Linked DNA regions of Gossypium hirsutum: region 1 is linked to region 2. The links are chromatin contacts, called in public Hi-C maps. All regions are on one chromosome and are shown on one strand. Each heading gives the region's core, a stretch centred on a gene start, on an enhancer-like site or on the middle of the called end of the contact. The rest is flanking DNA. Distances are from core to core; before and after follow the strand shown. Region 1 has its middle 88 kb from the start of LOC107887639. Region 2 holds the start of LOC107886377 (agamous-like MADS-box protein AGL9 homolog).

What was found. Hi-C and Micro-C count contacts between places; a contact is called where the count stands out from the background.
Region 1: a contact with region 2 is called in a Hi-C map of leaf, with 2.8 times the contacts expected there. The contact joins the enhancer-like site here to the promoter of LOC107886377 in region 2. A contact is called at or near these places in 5 of 34 Hi-C or Micro-C datasets (anther, leaf and petal).

Annotation. Positions count from the first base shown.
Region 1 is chrA03:77,623,746-77,629,946 of Gossypium_hirsutum_v2.1, reverse strand. No RefSeq gene overlaps it. Among protein-coding and RNA genes, the nearest start is that of LOC107887639, 88 kb to the left of the region's middle. Within about 2 kb of position 4,441, at least 4 of the 9 cell types and tissues checked have an H3K27ac peak or open chromatin away from gene starts, as enhancers often do.
Region 2 is chrA03:77,123,521-77,129,768 of Gossypium_hirsutum_v2.1, reverse strand. LOC107886377 (agamous-like MADS-box protein AGL9 homolog) reads left to right here and starts at 4,725. Exons shown (of 8, transcript NM_001326726.1): 1 at 4,725-4,909. The coding sequence starts at 4,725.

The DNA of each region.
Region 1 (6,201 bases), core at 3,192-5,691, 500 kb before region 2:
GGGTCAATAATAGTAATTGTGTGTTACAAGACCTTTAGACAAGAACTTAGCTACCAAGTAAACCATTTTTGCTAAGGAGTTTCAAGCCCTATTCAGAGATAAGGAAAGCTTCCATTGTAAAAAAACTTAAGGATCTAGTCTTATTAGCTTCATCAAGGTGACTAAAACATTGGTTTCTCCTTTAAATCTCCGAAGGTTTATGTTAGGCTAAAAAAAAATCAAATGAAATGATATTTAAAAGTTTAGCAAATGAAGGCTAAAAATACTAAAAATAAATCCATACAATGGTCTATAGTGATCCAATATTATTTTTTTATCTCCACTACCTAAACCCCAATTAATAAAGATTTTTAAGGCTAATGTATAATCTTTGCAACTCGTTATCTTTTACTAAGGTTAAATTAAAACATTCTCCTCTAATGCTCAAGGATCAACTAAAACCTCTCTAACTTTTCAATGTTCAACTAGAAATCTTCCCAATTTACAAATTGACGAAATTGTGTAAACAAGGAAACCTCTTAGAGGTAAGTGTTTACAAAGTGTAAGCTCTAACAAATTAAAATAAACACTTGAATAAAGAAATGAAACTAAGCTCAATAAGTGTTTAGGTACAACCAACACTATCTATAATAGCTCTATTTGTCTGTCAAAATTTTAAATGTTATAAAGAGGTAGTTATTATACACTAATAACAACATATGAGGTTTAAATCATATTTAAATTTTTTTAATTTGAAAATTAAAAATTAAAAATTATTATTATTAATAATTAGTGAGATTTATATTATATCTTACCAATGTAATTTCATTTGTTAAATATTATTTTCATTTAATAAAATACTATGGTTGTTATAGAAAAGTAATTTAATAAAGATTGAATTTAATACTTTATAGTTGTTGTCCTCATCATAGATGAAAAGCTATAATATAGGGTAAAAATAATAAAAATGGATTTTACAAAAAAATTGGCCTTTATAGTTAAATGTTATTATATAAAGGATTAATTGTGTAAGTTATGAGTATGAGAAGAATAAAAGAAAGAATTTTGAATTATGAGCTCATGAATTTTGAAACTTGTTCTCTTATCTTCATTGGAGAGTTCTTGAACTCTATGCAGTAGCGGAGCCACATTGAGGCCCAAGGGCCATCGACCCCTCAAGTTTAAGTTTTTTTCAATTTAGTCATTTATAAATTTACACCATGGCTCTCCTAAAAATATAAGTAGGCCCCCTAAAGTTTAAGATTTTTGCAATTTTTCCTTTTGTATATATATTATAGACCTCCTAAAAATATAAGTAGACCTTTCCAATAATTTGATAGGATTAAAAATAATATTAAAAAACTATTCTTGATAAAAATAAAGAGAAAATCTTTTTGAAGAAGCTAAATTACCCATAATGACTTTTGAATGATATTTTTGTTAAATAATAAATTGATGTTTATTTAATAGCTTACTTAACATAATAATAGTTTATAAGAAATATAATAATATATATATAAAGAAAAGAAAAGATGAAGAGACTTTTATCATCTTTCTTCTTCATATTGGTGCTTAGCAAGAAAAGAAGAAGAAAAAAGTTATTTATCATTTTTCCTCCAAATTTGAAGTCTAAGATATGTTTTTCTTCAAACTTTTCATAGATTTTGAATATTTGAAACTTGTTTTACATATATATACCAATAGTTTTTTGTTTTATCAAGTATATTAAAATTTGCCATTAAAAGATATTAATGGAACTTGGAAGCTTATAAAATTAAGTGAAATGTGTATGTTTTTGGATGAAAAATGATTAGGAGATGGTTTCTAACTTGTTAGAAGTGTAAAAATGAAACAAAAATAGTTAGATGATGTTATAGTAAGTTTCGGCCAAAGTGAAGGGGAGGAAGAAAACCTTGGTCACTTTGTTTAAAATTATGTCAAATGATAGCTTGTGAAACAATAAGCATTCCTATAAAAACGGAATAAAAAATGGTTAATCGAGTCAAATGATAGTTATTTCGTTTTAATTTTTGCAATATTGCTTCTTTTGAATATATTTTTTTATATGTTTAAATCGATTGTCATGTTGGAATATTGCTTCTTTTGAATAAATTGTTTATATGCTTAAATCGACTGTTATATAGCACTTTTAATTTTAACTTGGCCCCACAAGATTAATATCTCAGCTCCCCCACTTACTCTATGACATCTTTTATATTCCTATACTTTTAAGGGCAATTGTAGGATAAAATTAGCCATTTAGAGTAATTAATTTGAGCATTAAAGTTACCTTGTAACCTATTGTACCAATACATATAAAGAGGGTATTAATATAATGAAGCCAAATATTGATACTTTTGGGTCAAATATTGATATATTGATACTTCAAGGATAGGTATTTGACTACCCACTGTATAGATACTAACGGTGGGGTATCAATATTTATTATACTAAAAGACTCCAAAACACTTCAAAGGAATTTGAGTAGTTGAAGGACATAAGATATTATTGAAATCAATGTCCTTGCTTGAAAACATTTTCTAAAATATTTGATTTATTTTCTAACATAAATTATTTCAGGAATAAAATAGAAAATTAGTTTTTAAGAAAAAAATTTAAGCCTTCATTAATAAAATAAAATGAGGGAAATAGAAAACTCAAAAGAAATCCGAGGCAACTAAACCAAGCCAATAGACTTCTCCAATACACGTGAACCTAAACACCCTCATTAGAGATATCCAGATCTATCACGAAACAAATAGTTGAAGGATGACTATCCCAAAAAGCAATAGATGCAGAAAATAAAGTCGCTCGTGATCAATGCCCATAGAACGAAGCCAGGAAAGCGCTTCCCGTATGGCAACGACTTCATCCAAATGTGGTTCCTATGTAGTAGTAAAAAAACTAGAGATGCCCTTCAGACACATCCTATTATGATCACGCAAAATTATCCCAAAGCCAAAAAAATTCCGTACCCGGAAATAACGAGCCATCGACGTTACATTTGACCCATGGCTGAGTCGGCTTCACTCAAGCAGACTGTCGCAAACAGTTAACGGCAGGAGGCTGCTGAACTTGCATACAGGTGGCTTCGGCGTCCTTCCTGTCCTGCAGGAATTGCACAACAAACGCCACAATCGCAGTAGCCCCCACATCAATCGCCATCCAGCAACGTATATTCCTGTGGAACCATAAGGACCATGTAACTAGCAGACCATGATCCCTACGATCAGTGTCCAACAATTCCAACAGGTTATCAATAAAGTCCTGAACAGTACTGAAAGACATACCGAAACCAACTAACTTTCATACCTCAACAGCCTTTGGGCACCACATATGCACATGATTAAGGCTCTCAAGCGCACCACACCGAACATACCCCAGATCCATATTACACCCTCTCTCAAGTGGTCGGCTTTTACACAGGACGAAACCCTTCAAGCATTTCCAAATAAACAGCGTAACATTTGGAGGCAAAGACAGCTTCCATGGCCGATCCCAAGAGCCATCAACCGCATGAGTGAGAATAGGTGTAAAGGGTTATACTGCTCGCCAGTAACTGGAGTAGACAATCAATCGGCTTTTGCCAGGTTAATGGGATCTTGGGAATTTGGGACACATCGCTTGGCGCTAGAATGCCATCAATAAAACCTTTATCCCATGCCAAGCCATCACCAGTAAGTAACTCGTTAACACGCATATCCTCTAAGCCATCAAGAGGGTCCGATAAGGATTAGCAAAAACACAAATGTCAGTACCATTGCCAAAACGCCACCAAGCACCCTTTTTAAGCAATGCCTTAGTAGAGAAAATACTCCTCCAAATTAATGAGGGATTAGCACCTTCATTGGACTGAAGAAAGCCACACTAAGGGAAATATCTAGCTTTGAAAACTCTACTAGGAAGAGAATCGTGGTTAGAGAGAAACCTCCATCCCTGCTGGCAAAGCGTTATCAGGTTGAAACAGTGATGTCGAAAATCGAGCCAACCGCCCCCCCTCCCCCCCCCCCCCCAAGTTTCTTTGGGTCACAAAGTCGGTCCCAACAGACCCACCTAATACCTTTATTATTAGCACCGCTGAATCCCCACCAAAACGAATTCATCATGCGCTGCAACTCCTCACAAGCCCCCAATGACAGTAAAAAGACACTCATACAGTACACCAACAGTGCTTGAGCTACTGTTTTAAAAACCACATCCTTGCCCGGTCGAGACAATAATTTATTCTTTCAGCTGTAAAGTCTTTTACTAAGACGCTCAAGGATAAAAGAGAGCACAACCTTCTTATTTCACCCTACTAAACACGGCAGCCCCAGATACCTACCATGATACACGGGAGCCGTTACCCCAAGAATCAACCAAGCTGCTTGCTTATCCGAAAGTTTTGTGTTAAATCTGTACATAACCCCCGACTTCTGATAATTAACAGCTTGACCCGAGGCAAACTCATAAGCCAGTAAGATATCTTTTACAGTTTGGCACTTTGAAGCCGTCGCACAGAAGAAGATAAAACTATTATCCACAAAGAAGAGGTGATAAACCGAGTGGCTACCTCAACAAATAGATATGCCATGCAAAGCACCCTTAGCCTCCACCTGACTTAATAAGAAACTGAGACCCTCGACGCATTAGATGAAATAGAAAATTGTTCTTAAATGTTGTTATATCATAAGCTTTATAAATCAAAACTAATGGCCTTCCTTTTTTTTATACAACAAAAATTTAAGAAAGAGTTGCTTTGAAAAACTACTCCTAAATCATTTACACATATTCAAGTCACCAAGCTCGGACAATCCCTAAACAAATTTGAAGACTAAATTAATCTTGCTTAACAATGCAAGAAGCATGAATGAATTTCATAACGTTTGTCATATATGCACATATGAACTTCAACATAATATCATTTGATAAACATGCACAAGGATACTAATCCAAGCATGATGTTAATAAGCTCAATGATACCAGTTAATATAGAAGAAAGAGTTCAAAAATCAACAATTGCATACTTAGCATTAGAATAATACGAGAAATACGAGCATATGCAATTTTAGTAATTGTCCCCTTACTACATGCATATATACCTCTCTACTAGATATATGCATCTTAAGTTTCTTATATCTTTCTCCCCGTTTTGATATATCAAAAAGTATAAAATAAGCATAATGATACTAAAAATTAAATATAAAAAAAATCAAAGCTACCTAAATATGAAAATCTATACAAAAAGTAGCTTAGTGATATTAAAAGCAAACATATACAAAATGTAAACACAAAAAAATACAAATTTGAAGAATAATCAAGAAGAAAAGATCATAAAGCATACATCATTGAATCAACAACATATATATAGACAATCAAAGTGTACTCATTCAGTAAACATGCTTAACATCATATATTATCACCATGTTTGTTACCAAATTTTTATGAATTACGAACCATGGTAATAGCAACGGAGAACAATATTACAATATATGAAGGAATACTAGATATCAATATGAGTATGATGTGTGGAAATTATGTTATAACATGATATATTTGTCCAAGTCAAATATCATGTGGAAACTCAAATAGCTTCCAATACATGTCATGGTAAAAATCTTAAAAGATTATCATTTAAAAAACGTAAGATACTAAAAAAAGTAAGCTTATATCCTAATCCAAGTCTAATGCTCAACCTATATGCAATTTCTAAATATATGCAATCATATTATATGCATATTAAGGAAATGGGGGTAATCATAGCTTAGCTTATAGATTTCAAACATTTAAAAAACAGATTTTACTTTATAATTGATCATCGGGAGAGAATTGTATGAAACAGTGATACCACGTCATCTGTATCCCTTTCCAATAATTTTATGCTACATCAGTACTTTTAGCCTGAATTTTAAGATTTTATCCTGAAAAAAATCAAATCCAAATTAAAATACTGAAATTCAAGATAAGAATACTGATGTGGCATAAAACTATTGGAAGATACAGATGACGTGTCGTCACTGTTTCATACAATCCTTTCTCTTGATCATCATGATAGTCAAAATAAGACAAAAACGTTTTGAATCAATTTTAACATTTTCAACTATTTGAGTGTAAAATTTGTGGAGTTAAGGCTGGCCATGTACACTTTGCACTTCATACTGCATGGGGTTTGAACACTACTATTTTTGCTTGGTAGTTTGTCTTTGTAACATTGTAGCAGTTTATTTAATTTTTGGTTAAATA
Region 2 (6,248 bases), core at 3,476-5,975:
AAATTCTAGTAGATCCATCATGACTCCTCAGTTTAATTGAACCTATCCCGGCTATTTTACATGTGTTATCATTACCCATGTAAACAACCCCTTCATCTAGTTTTTGAAATTCAAAGAACCATTCCCGAATGGGACACATATGATAGGAACAACCAGAATCCATGATCCACTCATCTGCATATAATGTTGAAGATGTCATACTAAGAGAAAAGTCTGACTCTGCTTCACTATTGCATTCTGCAACATTTGCATCTTGCGGAGTCTTCCCTTTTTTCTTCAATTTTGGACAATCTTTCTTCCAATGTCCTTTTTCTTTGCAAAAGGAACATTCATCTTTGGCAACAGCTCGACCTTTGGACTTTCTTCTCTTCCCATTAGACTGACTTTGCTGACGACCTCTTGTTACCAATGCTTCCACTGCTGCTTCACCTGAACCTTTCAACTTATCCTTTCGGCGTAGTTCATAGCTATACAATGCAGCAGTTACTTCATTGAAAGTTACTTCCGATTTTCCATGAAGTAGAGTAGTTTCAAGGTACTCAAACTCCTCAGGAAGCGATCCCAACAACATTAACGCCAAGTCTTCGTCTTCAAAAGTCACATCCAAATTCAACAAATCAGCCACCAGCTGATTAAAATTGGTAATGTGCTCGTTCATCGTGGTACCAGGAACATAACTGAAACGAAACAGTCTTTTCTTCATATGTAACTTATTTTGACTGTTCTTCTTCAGAAATTTCTCCTCCAATGCTTTCCACAATTTACTTGCAGAAGTCTCTTTACTAAATGTATACTTCTGCTCTCTGGAAAGACATGATCGAATTGTACCACATGCCAATCGGTTGATGGTCTTCCATTCTTTATCATCAACCCCTTCTGGTTTTTCTTCCTCAATGGCAATATCTAGACCCTGTTGAAAGAGGGCATCTAGAAGCTCACTTTGCCACATGCCAAAATGACCTGTTCCATCAAAAATTTCCACTACAAATCTCGTATTTGCAGTTCCAATCCTCGGCAAAATGTACGAAGTGGAAGTTGTTGATATGGATGGTTTTTCTTCTGTCATTTTTGCCATAGCTTCTACTTAATAGCCACCAAATGCAGAATACCCACAAGCTTTAGGAAATGTTTCTGATGTGTAAGATCAGACTAAGCTGCAAACACAGAGCATACTACAAAACCTTGGCTCGGATACCAATTGTTGCGGAAGCGACGATAATATTAATAACAATATTATCAGAAATATTTAGATAATTATTATGCCAACAATTATACTAAGAAAATTCCCAGTTAAATTGGAGGGGTCACAAATGGTCCCGCTTAAAACCCAACAACTAGACAGAACTCACTTAGATATTTATAGCAATAATAACTAAATAAATATAACCAACATAAAGCTATTAAATATAAGCAAACAAATAAGAAATAAAATACCAGAGATTTAACGAGGTTCGGCCAATTTAGCTTACGTCCTCGGACACTACCAAATCAATATTTCTTCTAGAAATATTACAAAGGAGAAGATTTTGGGATGATACAACCAAAGGGGGAGGGGTTCTATATATAACAAACCAAACCCCCTCCCTTTCTATCTTTTCCTAATGTGGGATATTGCCAATATTCAACAAAATGGTCATGCCTTTTTCCCTCCTATGACCAAGTTGCCTCTGCTCCAAACGAGTTGACTTCGACTCTATAATGGACGAGGGATATCCGATTTCACCGATCACTGTAGAACCTTCTAGAATACAAAGACTGCTAGTTCTTTTACCTTTTAACAAAACGAGAGCTCCACGAGATACTTTAATATCGCTTCACTCGATGTTGATTCTGCATCCTTTCAAGTCTAAAATACTTAATGAGATGATATTCTTTCGTAAATTAAGTATATACCTGACATCTAAGAGTGTCCTAATCGTCCCATCATGTATCCTAATTTTAACAGTACCAATACTAATTGCCCTACTAGATGAATCGTTTCTCATGCTCACAACTCCACATTCAACTTAACTGTATGTGGAGAACTATTCTCTATTGGGACACATATGGAAAGAACATCTCGAATTTAGGATCCACTTAGACGTGAGCTTGGAGTTATCGCTCGGTGACACTAACAAGAAATCATCACCGCTTTTATCAGCCAAATTAACACCAGCTACATCTTCCTCATTACACTCAGCAGCTCTTTTATTTCGCAGTTTATAACCATCTGCTTTGACGTGACCTAACTTTTTACAATAGCGACACCTTTTCTGTAATTTCTTTGATGCTACCAAAACGGAAACTTGCTTATCTGTCTTACTATCCAAACCAAACTCATTGTTGAGTTTGTCTTTAATCAACAAATGACCATTCACATTTTCAAATGAGAGTTTGACTCTGCCATAAATCAGGGTCTCCCTGAAAGACTTATATGAAAAGGGTAAAGAGCACAATAATAGCATAGCCTGATCTTCATCGTCAATATGAACCTTAACATTCTTTAAATAATTTAAAAGAGTAATGGATTGACTAATGTGATCTCTAAGAAGCTCACATTCGTTCATGCGAAATGTAAATAGACTTTTTTTAAACACTAAACGGTTAGCCAGAAATTTAGTCGCATAAAGAGTTTTTAACCTTTTCCACAAGGCAAATGATGTCGCATAAGGAGTTTTTAACCTTTTCCACAAGGAAAATGAGGTTTTCTCCATCAATACCTCCTGCAATACCATATTCACGATGCATAACTGGATTGCAAACAAGGCCTTTTCATCAAGCTCTTCCCATTCTGTTTAATTTAGATTCTCAGGCTTTTTCTCGGTAACAACCTTTTTCAAGCCGGTTTAAACTAGAATTGCAATCATCTGAACTTGCCACAAATTGAAATTTGTCTCATCATCATACTTCTTAATTTCAAACCTTATTGCTGCCATATCTAAATGGGCTGATCTATGAATATTGAACTAGCTCTGATACCACTTGTTAGGATCGACCCTATTAAGCAACAAGAAAAAAAATATCGGAATAAATTGAGAAATTGAACACACAAATTTAACGTGAAAAAACCCCTCCAAAGAGGATAAAAAACCACGGTCAAAAATAATTTTACTATAATGGCAAAACAAATAGTACAAAAGATGGAGATAAAAATTAAACCCCTAAAACCCGAAAATAAAAAACCCTCAAAACAAAAATACAAAATTCTCTAAATGTGTTATGAGTTCTAATATCTAATGGGTGTATTTTCTAAAATTGTAAAAGAGCCTATTTATAGGCTAAATTCATAGGCCAAATAATAATAAAATAATCTAAACTAATTAGTGTTTGATTAAAACAAATAAACAGAGTTTAACTAGAAAATTATTTCTCAAATTTGACTGAAATAAGAGTCATACTTAACACCAACAAAAACATGGACCATATAATAGGACGCAATGATGCACGAAAGTATGAAAAATATTGCAAATTGATGCATAAAATCATGAAACCATACTAGCTATCATGTGTTCAATGTATATTCATATATAAGTATAAGAAATAACTATTTAAAAATTAATTTTTTTTCGTATTTGATCCTTTTTCTAAATTCCAAATAATGTTCGACGTAATTACATTAAATTAATGCAAAATGAGTTAAAAAGAAACTAAATCATAAGGGTTTGGGTCATTTATATGAAATAATCACATACAGCAGCTAACATATGCAATCGTTTCAATAATTCCTTGCAAAATGTACAAAGGGAGGGGGGGAATTAAGAAATTAATGTGAGAACCACAATTAGCAAGCTTCTCCTTTAATTCCTTCAAAACTCTCCAACCTTCGAACTAATTAAAAATATATATACACATAGATACATATATTTTGCTCTTTTCAGCTTTTCTTATCTCTCTCAGTAACATTTGCTTCGCCTCTAATCATGCAATTCTTGTTATCATCATTAAAGTTATGGATTTGACTCCACAACTCCAGTAATCTCAGCATGCACACTCCTTTGTATACAATACCAAGATAAAACTTATTATAGTAAAAAATCAAGGCTTTATTCTTATGAAAAAACATTGTTCTATGATCCATGACATCATCACGACATGCTGCTAATTAATTAATTAAGTTAACCATATTAGGATTACGTTAGAAGATTGCAAGACAAGGATTTGTCTTAAAAATTAAAAAGACCAAGCAGAAGGGTAATTACGTAAATAGAAGGGAACAGATTGCGGAGGGTTCACCTTCTTAAGGTTAGGTCATACGATTGCCCGAACCCTAAAATGGTCAGTTGGATCATTACAAGTCTATGTACTTCTCCATTCGACACGTAGCAGTGTGGCAGTGATCCTTTTGCATTGACTGGTTAAGGTTTCTCAGCTTCTTCGTCTTTGGCTGTTCCTTGTTTCTCACCGTTGGATGGGGTTGATCCAACGGGCAATGGGTGAAGCTTAAGTAAAGGTACAAAAGAAAGTAGGTCCCTTGGAGATATAATATACCTAAAGGAAAATCCTTTTTGTTTAGGCTGTCTTATCATTTTGTTTAGTGCGTAAAACAAAGCAAAAGGTTTAAGTTTTTTTTGTTTGTTGGGGGGGCGGGGGGGTTAATTCTGATTACTTGATGGATGAAGTTGTTAGCGAAAGCGTATCATCCATGACAGAATAAATAGAGAGAAAAGCAAGAAGAAGAACAAAAGTGTTAAAGAGAGAGTGTTTGGGGTATTGCAAAGATAATATTTTTATTGGGGAAAAAAAGAATGGGGAGAGGTAGGGTTGAGTTGAAGAGAATTGAGAACAAGATTAACAGGCAAGTAACTTTTGCTAAGAGAAGGAATGGGCTTTTGAAGAAAGCCTATGAGCTTTCCGTTCTTTGTGATGCAGAGGTTGCTCTCATCATCTTCTCCAATAGGGGAAAACTGTACGAGTTTTGCAGTAGTTCAAGGTATCACCAAAACTATTTCACCTTTTTTCTTTTTTGGTACCCTCTTTCAAAACCCCAAAACCAACAGGGTTTTTTTTTTTCGTAAAACAACGCAAGCTCTCGCTTCTTTCTTTTTGCTTGCTTTGATTTCTGACTTTTGGGGGTTCAAAGAGGAGGGTTTTTTTGCTGTTTTGGGTGTGATTTTGGGGTATTCAAGTTATGGGAGAAAATTTTGAGAAAAGAGTGAAATTTTATAATATAAAGCTATGTTTGAGTTTTACCGTTTTGGTGAATGTCTTGGCGTTTGCCTGTGTGTTTTTCCTCTTCTTCTTGATGTTAGATCTGCAATTCTAAATCGTCAAAAGACAACATCCCTCTCTTGTGTATATATATATATATTCCCACTTTAATTTCTTCTCTTCCTTCTTTGATCTCTTTGGTTTTATCACCCCTTTCCTTTCCCCTCTTTCATCCTTACATATATATATTAACTACAAGTTTGTTTTTAAAATCTCCGATCTAACGTCTTTCATGTTTAACATAAGAAGCTGAAAGATCTCTTGCAGATTAGCTTTGAATACTTTTATTCTTTCTTTAATTTCTCTCGTTCAAGCTTTGATTAGATCCTGTTTTTTTCCTCTTAAATCATTATAGATCATGTATATTAATTTCTCATATAAACAACCAAAAGCTTATTTAGATAAAAGGAAAAAAAAAGAACAGAAAGAAAGCTTTCGATGAGCTCATAAATTTACACGATCTGAGCTTAGGGTTTTATTTTAAAGTTTCAAACTTAATCCCATATCTAAAAGCAGACTTCAACCTGGTTTATTTTTCTAAAACAAAACAGATAAAAAAAACCCAAGGATACCTGTTTGAGATGTTACAAAAACAAAATCAAAACAGTAAAGACAAACAAGAGATTTCAGCCTGTCGTTTCTACTTTTTCAGATGTGTCTTTTCTTTCTTACAAACCAACTTCCTTCTTTCCAATGGATTCTATCATGTCTGCGATCTATTTCAATGGATCACTTAAAAGGGTACATCTCCATCAATGCTTCTGAGTTTCTAAGGTTTTGATTCTCCCAAAGCTGCTGCCCCCCATGTTAGGGTTTTCAACTTTCTTTTCCTTCGCTTTAAAATCTAAATTTCGTTTAGAAGGCTGAAATATTTGATGTTTTTAATTCTTTCAATTGATCTACTTGCATGAGCGCTGCTTGTCTTAATTCCACTGGTCTAGAATATTAATTAACGCAAATGTATTGATTATTATGTGATTAGTAGTACTACGTTTATTAATTAATTAATACACAGTTTGCCTGTGTTAATTAATCTCTTTTTCATCGTCATTACAAGTATA